Linked DNA regions of Sus scrofa: region 1 is linked to region 2. A link is a contact called in public HiChIP or PLAC-seq data. All regions are on one chromosome and are shown on one strand. The core of a region is the stretch at or near the end of the contact, and the rest is flanking DNA. Distances in the headings are between cores, read along the strand shown.

What was found. HiChIP or PLAC-seq counts read pairs in DNA pulled down with a chosen protein or histone mark.
Region 1: a contact with region 2 is called in an H3K27ac HiChIP or PLAC-seq map of skeletal muscle. The contact joins the enhancer-like site here to the promoter of CISH in region 2. A contact is called at or near these places in 1 of 5 promoter capture datasets (liver), 11 of 47 Hi-C or Micro-C datasets (alveolar macrophages, embryonic fibroblasts, epiblast stem cells and 5 more) and 2 of 2 datasets of contacts at active chromatin or transcription factors (alveolar macrophages and skeletal muscle).

The regions. Positions count from the first base shown.
Region 1 is chr13:33,124,697-33,129,625 of Sscrofa11.1, reverse strand. It overlaps MAPKAPK3 (mitogen-activated protein kinase-activated protein kinase 3), which reads right to left. Exons shown (of 11, transcript NM_001143717.1): 11 at 3,806-4,929. It overlaps LOC110256233 (a long non-coding RNA gene), which reads left to right. Exons shown (of 2, transcript XR_002337537.1): 2 at 1,892-4,328. Among named protein-coding and RNA genes, the nearest start is that of DOCK3, 25 kb to the left of the region's middle. Within about 2 kb of position 3,400, at least 27 of the 83 cell types and tissues checked have an H3K27ac peak or open chromatin away from gene starts, as enhancers often do. A contact at or near this core is called in alveolar macrophages and skeletal muscle, where this site is marked.
Region 2 is chr13:33,088,796-33,093,069 of Sscrofa11.1, reverse strand. It overlaps CISH (cytokine inducible SH2 containing protein), which reads left to right and starts at 2,530. Exons shown (of 3, transcript NM_001315788.1): 1 at 2,530-2,549. The coding sequence starts at 2,530.

The sequences.
Region 1 (4,929 bases), core at 2,151-4,650, 36 kb before region 2:
ATCCAGTGTGAAAAGATCTGACTCTGGGGCCACCTGAAGAGGCCATACCAGCAAAAGGAGGTGGACAGATTGTCTGACAAACTAGCATCAAGAGCTGGTTGTATCTCTGGGGAGGCAGATGTGGATATAGGGAGGAGGGAACACATCCTCCACCCATGAGATTGGCCTGGGAGCATGTAGAGAAAAGCTGCCACCAGATAGCCACTGTCTCGTCCCCAAGACCCCCACCCTGACTTCCTACAGGAGATGGGATGAGGAAAGGAGAGACCTCCTTGCCATGGCTGCCTCTCATTCACTAAACAGACCTGTCCTCTGTTCCTTGCCTGGCACATCCCATTCCTGCCTCCTCATGTTGCCTCGTCCTGTACCTGCCAGCTGCAATGCCCTTTTCCCAGGTCTTTGTCTATGAGTTTGCCCTTCAAAGTCATGTGTCACCACCTCTGAGAAGCCCTCTATGATTGTCTCCAGCCAAAAGTAGCATTCCTTCCTCTGCCCTCCTCTGGCTAAGAGATTGAGGGCTCAGTTTCTCCATCTGTGAGATGGGAAGTGTGAGGACTAAATCAATGATCCAGGCAAAGCCCCCGCATGGTCCTGGCATACGATAGGCCCTCAGTAAATGGTAACTGTTTGTTATGATGTTGTAGTCCCCACCTACACCTAGGCAGGACCACAGCTCCCTCAGGCTCCAGCAAACAGCAGGCATCTACTGAATACTCACCAGGTGACCAGCAGGTGGCCCCACACCCCAATTAACCTGCCCTGACCAGCTCCTCTGAGCGCCAGGAAACTGGCTCCCTTGAGTCACCAGCTGCCTTCTTCTGGTCAGGGAAAACAGAGAGGGTAGAGCTGGCAGAGTCCCAGTAGTGAGTGTGTCACCTAGCAGATACTTGAGCCACATTGGTGACCAAGGCCTTTGGGCTTGGCCACCTGTCCCCTTCTCCACAGCAGCCCTGCCCCACCTTTGTGAGGATTACTCCCATGTAAGAGGTAAGAAAATGGAGGCCTAGCAAAGTACATGAGCTCCTGAGTCCACAGGGCATCCTCACAACCCACCACCCAGTGAGTGGCAGCATGTCAACCACGGGTGCTAAGAAGATCTGACCCCGATTAATCAATGTCTCATTTTACTGGTGGGGAACCTCAAAAAGCGGAACAGCCTTGCCAGATGCTTCAAATAAACCAGAGCTGAGATCTCCTGGCTCTAAACTAAATAATCCCACCCTACCCCACACACAGGGTGGGAGGTGAGCTTCCCAGACCCTTCCCCACTTGCTGGCCTCAATTCCAAGGGGTAAACATTCTGGCTGTGCAGAAGGACAAAGGGGGAGATTTTAACCTGCTTGGTTTGGGGGGAAGCTATGAGAACCCTCTGGGGATGCAAAGGCTGAGCCCAAGCCAGCCAGGTCCAGAGACAGCAACCCAGGACCTGTAGAGAGAGGGAGTTTTAGGCAGTCCTGGAAGCATCAAGACCCCTGCAGAGGTTGCAGCAAGCTGCATCTTGAGGCTCAATTCTGATGCTGCAGTGGAGGGGCTGAATCGAGGGCTGGCGTGGAATAGCAATGAGCCGGGCCACTGGAAGCCGGCCAGCACCAGGTTTGCAAGACAGAGAACTCCGCTGTCAGCTGGGTCGTGGGGAGCATCACTGGGAGGAAGCATCACACACGCGCACACACACACACACACACACACACACACACACACTCATGCATGCATGCACACACACGTGAATACACCTCTTATGGCCTCTTTACTGAAAGCTCCCAGGGAAGCCACATGAAGCCCATGCAAATGTGTGTGTTGGAATAGGCTCATGTGAATGACCGTGTGTCCCCTTGGCTTCTCAGCTCACCTGAATACCAACTAATTGTCAGGATTTGTTCCCATTTCACAGACAGCTACATCGAGGCCCAGAGAGCGTGACTTGGCTGGGCATCCAGCCTTCCAATCCTGGCTTGTGAGAGTTGTACCTGATGCCATAAACCTGATGCCAAGGCCCTGAGCTGTGCGTGTCACTGGGCCAGGCTCCTACGGGGTTCTTGCCAGAGGTCACAAAGATGTGGGAGACATGGCGGCAATCTTTCCACCCCCTCCTCTGCTAACCACCTCTACTACAACCCTCCCCACCTAGTCACAGGAAGGGGCATGCCCTCTGCAACACCAATGGGCCAGGTATGGCCAATAAGAATCCTTCCCTCGGACTGGCATGCAGATAGCTGAGCAGATGCCTCCCTGCTGGGACTGCTCAAGCTCTGGTCTTGCATGCAGAGAAGGAAGTACAGGAGGAAGATCAAGGCCAGCCCCCAGGAGAAGCACAGCCAGGCAGAGCTGAGGGGTACAGAGTCCCTCTGTCTCTAAGGCCCTGACCCCCACGGTTCTGCCTTCAACCCCGCAATTTATTGGGCACCCTCCCCAGACACTGGAGCATAAATTCCCTCTTGGCCTTAAACTGCCCAATGACACTTCCTTCTCAAGTCAGTTCCTTCTTTCATAAACCATATCAAGCCCATGATTCAGCGTGGACCTGTGTGATATTTTGTCCTTCTCGCTCATGTGTATCAACTCCCCAAGGTGAGATTCTAGCCACAGATTTCACTGCTGCCTTCCTTGCACTCAGCACAGGGTCTCAGGCAATGGGCCCTCTGTAGCCCAGCAAGAGTTGGTCTCTGCAGCTCTGGGACCAGAGACTCTATCCGCCTTTGCATCTGGCCAGCATTTCACCGAACAGAGTACATGATGAGGGTTGGTCTAAACCACAGGCTCTGTGAGGCCCCTAGGAATCATCTGGAGAGCCCAGAAACCCTTTAGAAATGTAGCCATGCTCCTTGAAGCCCAGCTGGAATCAAGGTCCAAGAAGCTCAAATGATGCTGTTCTGGAGAGCAGGCCCTTGGGAATGAGACCCCATGGGTGGAGAAAGTCTGACTCTCTGGGTGGAAAGTCCCAGAGGTAGGTTTGGGGCTGGACTGCTTTTCCCTTGAACAATTTCAGGTACTTCTCTCCTTCCTGTCAGCAAGGATGCTGGGACAGCAAATGGGTGGGGGGCACAAGCCATGCACCAGGCACCCCACTAAGTACTCCACACATCATCTGCCCAGATCCTCCAGAGGACTTCCCCACAGTTGAGGAAACTCAGGCAGGAAAGCTTGAAGACTTGTCCCAGGTCGCCAGGCTAGGAAGCAGCACTCAGCCCCGGTGCGCTCTCCTGCCCCTGCCTTCCAACGGCACCGTGCCCTCCCCCACAGCCTGAGGGGAAGGGAGGTGGGGGGGGGGTGCGCCGCTGCGGTTACCAGTGCCATTGCCTGAGAAGCTCTTGGGAAACCGGAAGGACGGGAGCTGGGAATCTGCCACAGTCGGGGCCCCCTCCAGCCTGCCCGCAAGCGCTCCCAAGGCTGAGGGTGCTCTGTCGCTGGAGTAGTCAAAAGACAATCTCCAGCGTCCCGCCCCCTCCCCTCCCCGACATTCTTGCTGCCAAATGAAATCTGGCAGCTTCTGAAAATAGCTCAGCGCTGCAGCAGGCGCTCTGCCCGCCCTTCAGCAGGCTGGCACACAGCTGGGGGTGGCCACTGTGGGCAGACGCTGGTACGCACCGGGCCAGGGATGGGTGTCACACACACAGGGCAATGGGGTGGCATAGAGCCGACCTTTCCATGCCTGGTGAGGCCAAGGTGGCCCTGGAGTGAGGTTGGCATGTTTACCAAGCCTGAGGCACACTCTCCAGCAGGAATGAAATCACTGGTGGGTGTGAGCACGTGCCCTTGGGCCACTTTTGTCCACTCATGTAGACAAAGAGAAACCCGGAACCAAGGGAAAATGCCAAACTATTTTTATTAATACCTGTATGTAAAACCCAGCATTGTTGTCCTGTCTGACGTGGCCTAGGGTTTCCCAGCCAGTGCAAGAAGGGTCAGGAATCAGGAACCAGGCTAGGGTATCAGGCACTTGCCAGGCCTAGATCAGGCATTCAGCACCCTGAGGCTGTCTGGGCAGTGTGGGGTGGATGAGCCTGGACCAGCATGGAAGGGGCCCTCTGCTCTGACTAGGACCAGACCCTCTAAGGATCACACAGCAGCTCTCCGCTGCCTTGCGTCAGATCTGGGGTATAGAAAGAGACCCCTGATTAACAGGGGGACTCTTGGCCCTGCCCCCATTCATCCACTCTCACAAAAGTGCACCAAGAGACAACCCTGGTTATCAACCAGGACAGAAGAGTGGATGAACTGTTAAGAAGAGGCTTTCCTGCCTGGGATCTGGTGAGCAGGTGGGGGCAGGGTAACCGTACTGGCTTGTGTCACAGTGACATTTTCCAAAGTAAAAAACAGTTAAAAAATACCTCCCACCCTATTGAGATGAGAGGCCACTCTTTGGGTAGAAGGCAGTAACAGCACGTCTGGGCCCAGGGACTCTGTGGAAGGAGAATTCCCAGGGCCCTGTGCAATGGGGTTGCAGCAAGTCAGGGCTGGACCACTCTGGGCAGCTGGCAGACTGGCTCTGCGGCCTCGGGGAAACCAAAGAAGGGTGAGCCTGAGAGGGGCAAGCAGCACAAAGGAGAGAAGCCTCCCCAAGAAGGCAGGCAGACCCTCAATTGCCCCTTCTCCCTCCCTTGCTTACTCACTCAGCATTCAGAGACAGCAGTTCGGTCCCTGGTCACCATGACAACCAGCAGCCGGATGTCTTTCCCAAGGCCAGGCCCATCTGCCCACCCTACAGGGAGCTGTTTCCATGGAAGGAGGGAAGCCCAGCCACAACTCCCAGTGGCCTAGAAGTCTACGGCCATGCCCAGGGCAGGACGGAGCCACAGTTCATTCAGGCTGCTCTGGTCAAAGGCACTGCAGCGGTAGCTGGTGGCTCCCTACCCCCAGGCTTTGACCCTTCTCTAGGGCCTGAACCTAAGCAGGGACTCTGAAGGATGGAGGTCACGTTCCCTTATCCTG
Region 2 (4,274 bases), core at 1,281-3,780:
GCAGTGTGGGTCCAGCAGTTGGGGCAGGAGTGATTAATTAGGCGGCTAGAGGGACCTGCAACACCTGGGGCAGACATGCACCTGGGGCAAAAGAGAGGGACACCACTGTCCCCAGCAAGCAGGGGAGATGCATAGTGCTGTCAAATTCACAAAGGGTAGCTGGAGGGCAAAACCCTTAGGTCCTCTAGTTTACACACAGAACTACAGAAGCACTGACCTTGGTAGGGGGTGCCTTGAAGTGGATGCCCGTGGTGTTCTGATGCTGACTGGCCTGGAGGCAGGGAGGCTTCACTGAGGACCTGAAAGTTGGATCCTGAAGGATGCCTAGGTGTTGACTTGCCACAGGAGCCTAGAAAGGAAGTAGGGGAAGGGGTAGGGCCTGTAAGATAAGGGGTATGTCTATGGGGGATATCTCTCTGTGGCTCAGTTTCTCACCTGTAAAGAGGAGGCGATATGTAGTAGGGGGCTGAAATGGGGCTGGAAACAGCTGAAAGCATCTGGCACCTACTAAGACTTCAGTAAAGTAGTGACAGTTAGAAGAAAGGGGTAGAGTCTTGGGGTAGAGAGCTTGGGATTTGTCTCCACAGGGATCTACGTTCAAATTCCAGCTCTCTTACTTGTCAGCTGTGAAGACCCTTTCTCTTCATAGTAAAGTGGGGCAGCAGACAATTCCTACTGGAGAAATGGCACCTTACACAGAGGCCCCATGCTGGCTCTCCAGGTGCCCCAGCCATCAAAGTGGGCAGTGAGGTCACCACAGCCATCCCCATCCCATGCAAGCAGCTTCTGGCTTCCTCAGGAGGGCTGGTAAAACTTCACTAAAGCTCAACTTCCCTTCAGGAAATTTACAGAGAAGTAGGTTCCCTGATGTCAATTCTCACCTAACCATTATTTGTCATTTTGTCCTTTTCACAACACCATGCTTTTGGATTTCCTCTGTTTTCCATCCCCTTCAAGGCAGGGCAAGCTCAGCCCTAACTGCCCTGAGGAAAGCCTGGATACTACCATTTAAGCCTCTGGACACTGCCAGAAGTCTGTCATCCCTGCTTGGGGACCTGAAGCTTACCTTCTTTCCAGGGAACCTGGGATTATAAGGTACACATCAGGCAGTGGGAAGGGGGGTGTGGACCCTGCCACTTCTCCAACTCTCTCTCTCCTCTGTCCCAAGAGCTTGGAGGAAGTATATGCAGCCCCTATGGTCTTTCAAGATGCTCCCTGGTGAGTCCAGTGAACTGGGAAAAGGTAGAGGATCAGGGGTGGGAGCGTGGGCTTCTGACTTTTTCCCTGGGTCTCAGCACAGAGAGGGCAATACCAGCTGTTGAGGATCTTGATGTGTCAAGTGCTCCATGTAGATGGGAGCAGGGGTGTCACTGCTTCAACTCTCTACCCTTATTATCTTACCTTCAGTTTATCTCTGGGTGTTTGGCACTCCGGGTCTCTCTCCCACATTTTTAGGGGGCCCAGCAATGCAGAGACCCTTGTGGACTGTCCTGTGGGGTGACCTGGGGCTCACTATCCTGGCCTGCCTCAGATCGGTAGTCATTTCTTCCCAAATTGGAGGGCCGGCCAGCTTGGGGCCGAGACTGGGTGGCCCTGCCTGGTGCAAAGGTTTTAACGGTGCCTTCTCCCCCAGCTCTCAGTGAAAACTATCTCGTCTGTATCCTTTAGGCCGTGGTGGCCCCAGGCTTGATCCCCGTTGACCGCCTGGGATTTGAGTACTCCCTCGGCACCCCATCCCTCCCCCAATGTCCCTCTCCAAACCACACCCCAAGCTACCCACTTCCCCCAACAGTCTTGGGGAGCAAGTGAAGCCCACAGGGGGCGCTCGCAGACTAGACAGACCACATTGAAGGAGCCGCTGGCTGGGAGGACAGGCCTTTGACCCGGCGCTCGTGCTGCCACTGGTCTACAGAGAGATAATGGGGCCTGTCACCCACGAAGCAAGTGCCGGAAGGAAATCTGGGCTGGGGTGGGTAGAGCATTAGCACCTCCCTAGCCTTCTTCAACTCGGTCTTTCCCCCAAGGTTCTCTAGATCACACTCAACCTCGCCTGGTCACGTCAGCCTAAAGTCCTAGAGCTGTAATTGGCCCTCCCTGACCACTCGGCTCCGCCTCCTGAACTTCGATTGGTCGTCACGTAGGATCCCGCCCCATTTTCCTGGAAAGTTCTTGGAAATCTATCAAATGTGTTTCCTTTAGTGGCGGCCTTTGGCCCCAGACTAGGGACCAGACGCCTCCGCTCGCACCCCTCCCCTCCCGGCCGCACAGCCGGCGGTTCTAGGAAGACGTCGCTTCCGGGAAGGGCTGGGACACAGAGGACAAAAGATTAGGCTGCTCGCCCCGCCCCGCCTCCCGGCCCGCCCCCCGCTCCCTCTCCGCTTGCCTGAGCTGCCTCCTCTCAGTCCCGGTCCGCCGCCCGTGCGCCTCGGGAGCCTACCTTGTGAGCGCGATCCGCGCCCACTGGCTCCGTTCAGCCGTCGCTGTCCGGCCGAGCCCCAGCTCCGGAGCTGCCGCTGCTGCTGCTGGGACATGGTCCTCTGCGTTCAGGGGTAAGCGCGGCTTTCTGCCCACTCCCAAGTCGGCGCTGGGACGCGGGAGAGTACTAGCCTCGTGCTAGCCACGGAGTTATTAAGGGGGCTTGACGGGTTGAGCTTGATGGCCGAGCTCGGAAAGACCTCTGGAGTGACAGCAGGAAATGGTGACAACTTCGTCACTACCTCTGCTGGCACTGTGGGTAGAGAAACTGGGGGTCGGCTGAAGACAGGAGAAACACAGGGTGGGCTAAGCTTGGGTTCTGTCTGGAGCAGGTAGAGGCCTCAGGCAGCCCATACCTCTTTCTGGGCCCTGATCGCTGGACACTAGCCTGCTGGCCCAAAGGCCTAGTGGTGACCTTGGGCCAGCCCCTTCCCCTCTCTGGACTGTCATCCACTCTCCTACCACAGGCTTTTCTTGGGTAGCCAGTTAGGCTTTTCTTGGGTAGCCAGCATGAGATCCTTGCCTGTCCCCTCCCCTATCCCCTAGGGGGTTAGTCCCCAAACCTGTCCCCTAGGTTTGGCCTGGTCCTGCTGAAGGCACTCTCGCAGTGGCCTCACTCCTTCTTTCAGTCCAATCTGGGATCCCAAAGTGAGAAGGACCTTGGCTCCTGCCTCCCTTCTCCAAAGTTCCCAAAGACTTGCACGGGTCGGGTGGGGACTGATAAAACAGAATTTTGGCCTCAGCTGAGTATTCTTGGCACGTTCCTTCCATCCAGAGCCTCAACCAAGGAGTCTGATGCTCTCCAGACTGATCTGATAGGAGCTCAGAAAGCTCCAGGGAGGTGTGAGTAGGTGCTCCACAGCCAGGGAGAGCTGGGTGGCCCAAGGACTGCTGTTATTAAAACTGGCATAGTACCAAGTGAAGAAGGGTGGAAGGTGGGGCAAGGCTGACATGCCCCTTGCTCTGAGCAGTCCTGTTTCCAGGGAGGAGACCTAGAGGGGCTAGGAAGACTGTACATACTTCTATATTTCTCTCTGATTGCCTCCATCATCTCCCTTCCTCCTCTCTGAATTTTGGGACTCCAGAACACCTTCCCCCCACCCCCACTGCCTTTGTCCTTGGGACCCATCCAATTCCGAGCTCCCATACTTTTTCACTTTGCTCCAGCTGAAGGCCCCTTTGAAACTACAGGGCCAGCATTGGGTGGCAGGGAGCAAGATTTTTAAGACCTGCACACATACAGCCACAGACCAGTTAGTGTCCTCCTGAGGTAGGGAGCAAGGGATTCCCAACTGTAGGTCTGGGTTGTCAGCCTTGCTGAGGGGTGATTCCCTCTCAGGGCTGAGTTCGCCCCATTGGCTTATGTTCCCAGGCAGAACCTACAGGCTGGGGTCCACAGCAGGTACATACACATACAGGCCACCCTCACCTGGAACACACTAGCCACCAGCACCACCATGATGATGACAAGGCTGTGGACACAACCCTCCCCAGATATACACTCACCAGGAGCTTTTGGTGACCAATACAGCCATTCACACACCTGGATACATGTCAACCCTGGAGGTTGCCCACACCCACGTGTGCCCTGCTAAGGTGGGTATGTCCACCCCAAGAGGCTCCATCTGGCCTGACAGGCTAGCTGCCTACCATACTCCTAGAAGACTCCTGGGCCTGAGCTGAGCTCTGGGTCCCAGTAGACCAGCCATCAGCCAGTCCCCTGGAACTCAACCTCCAGTTCCCCAAGAAGGATTCCAGAGCTCCCAAGGTACAGCTAGCTAGAGCAGGGGTAGAAAAGT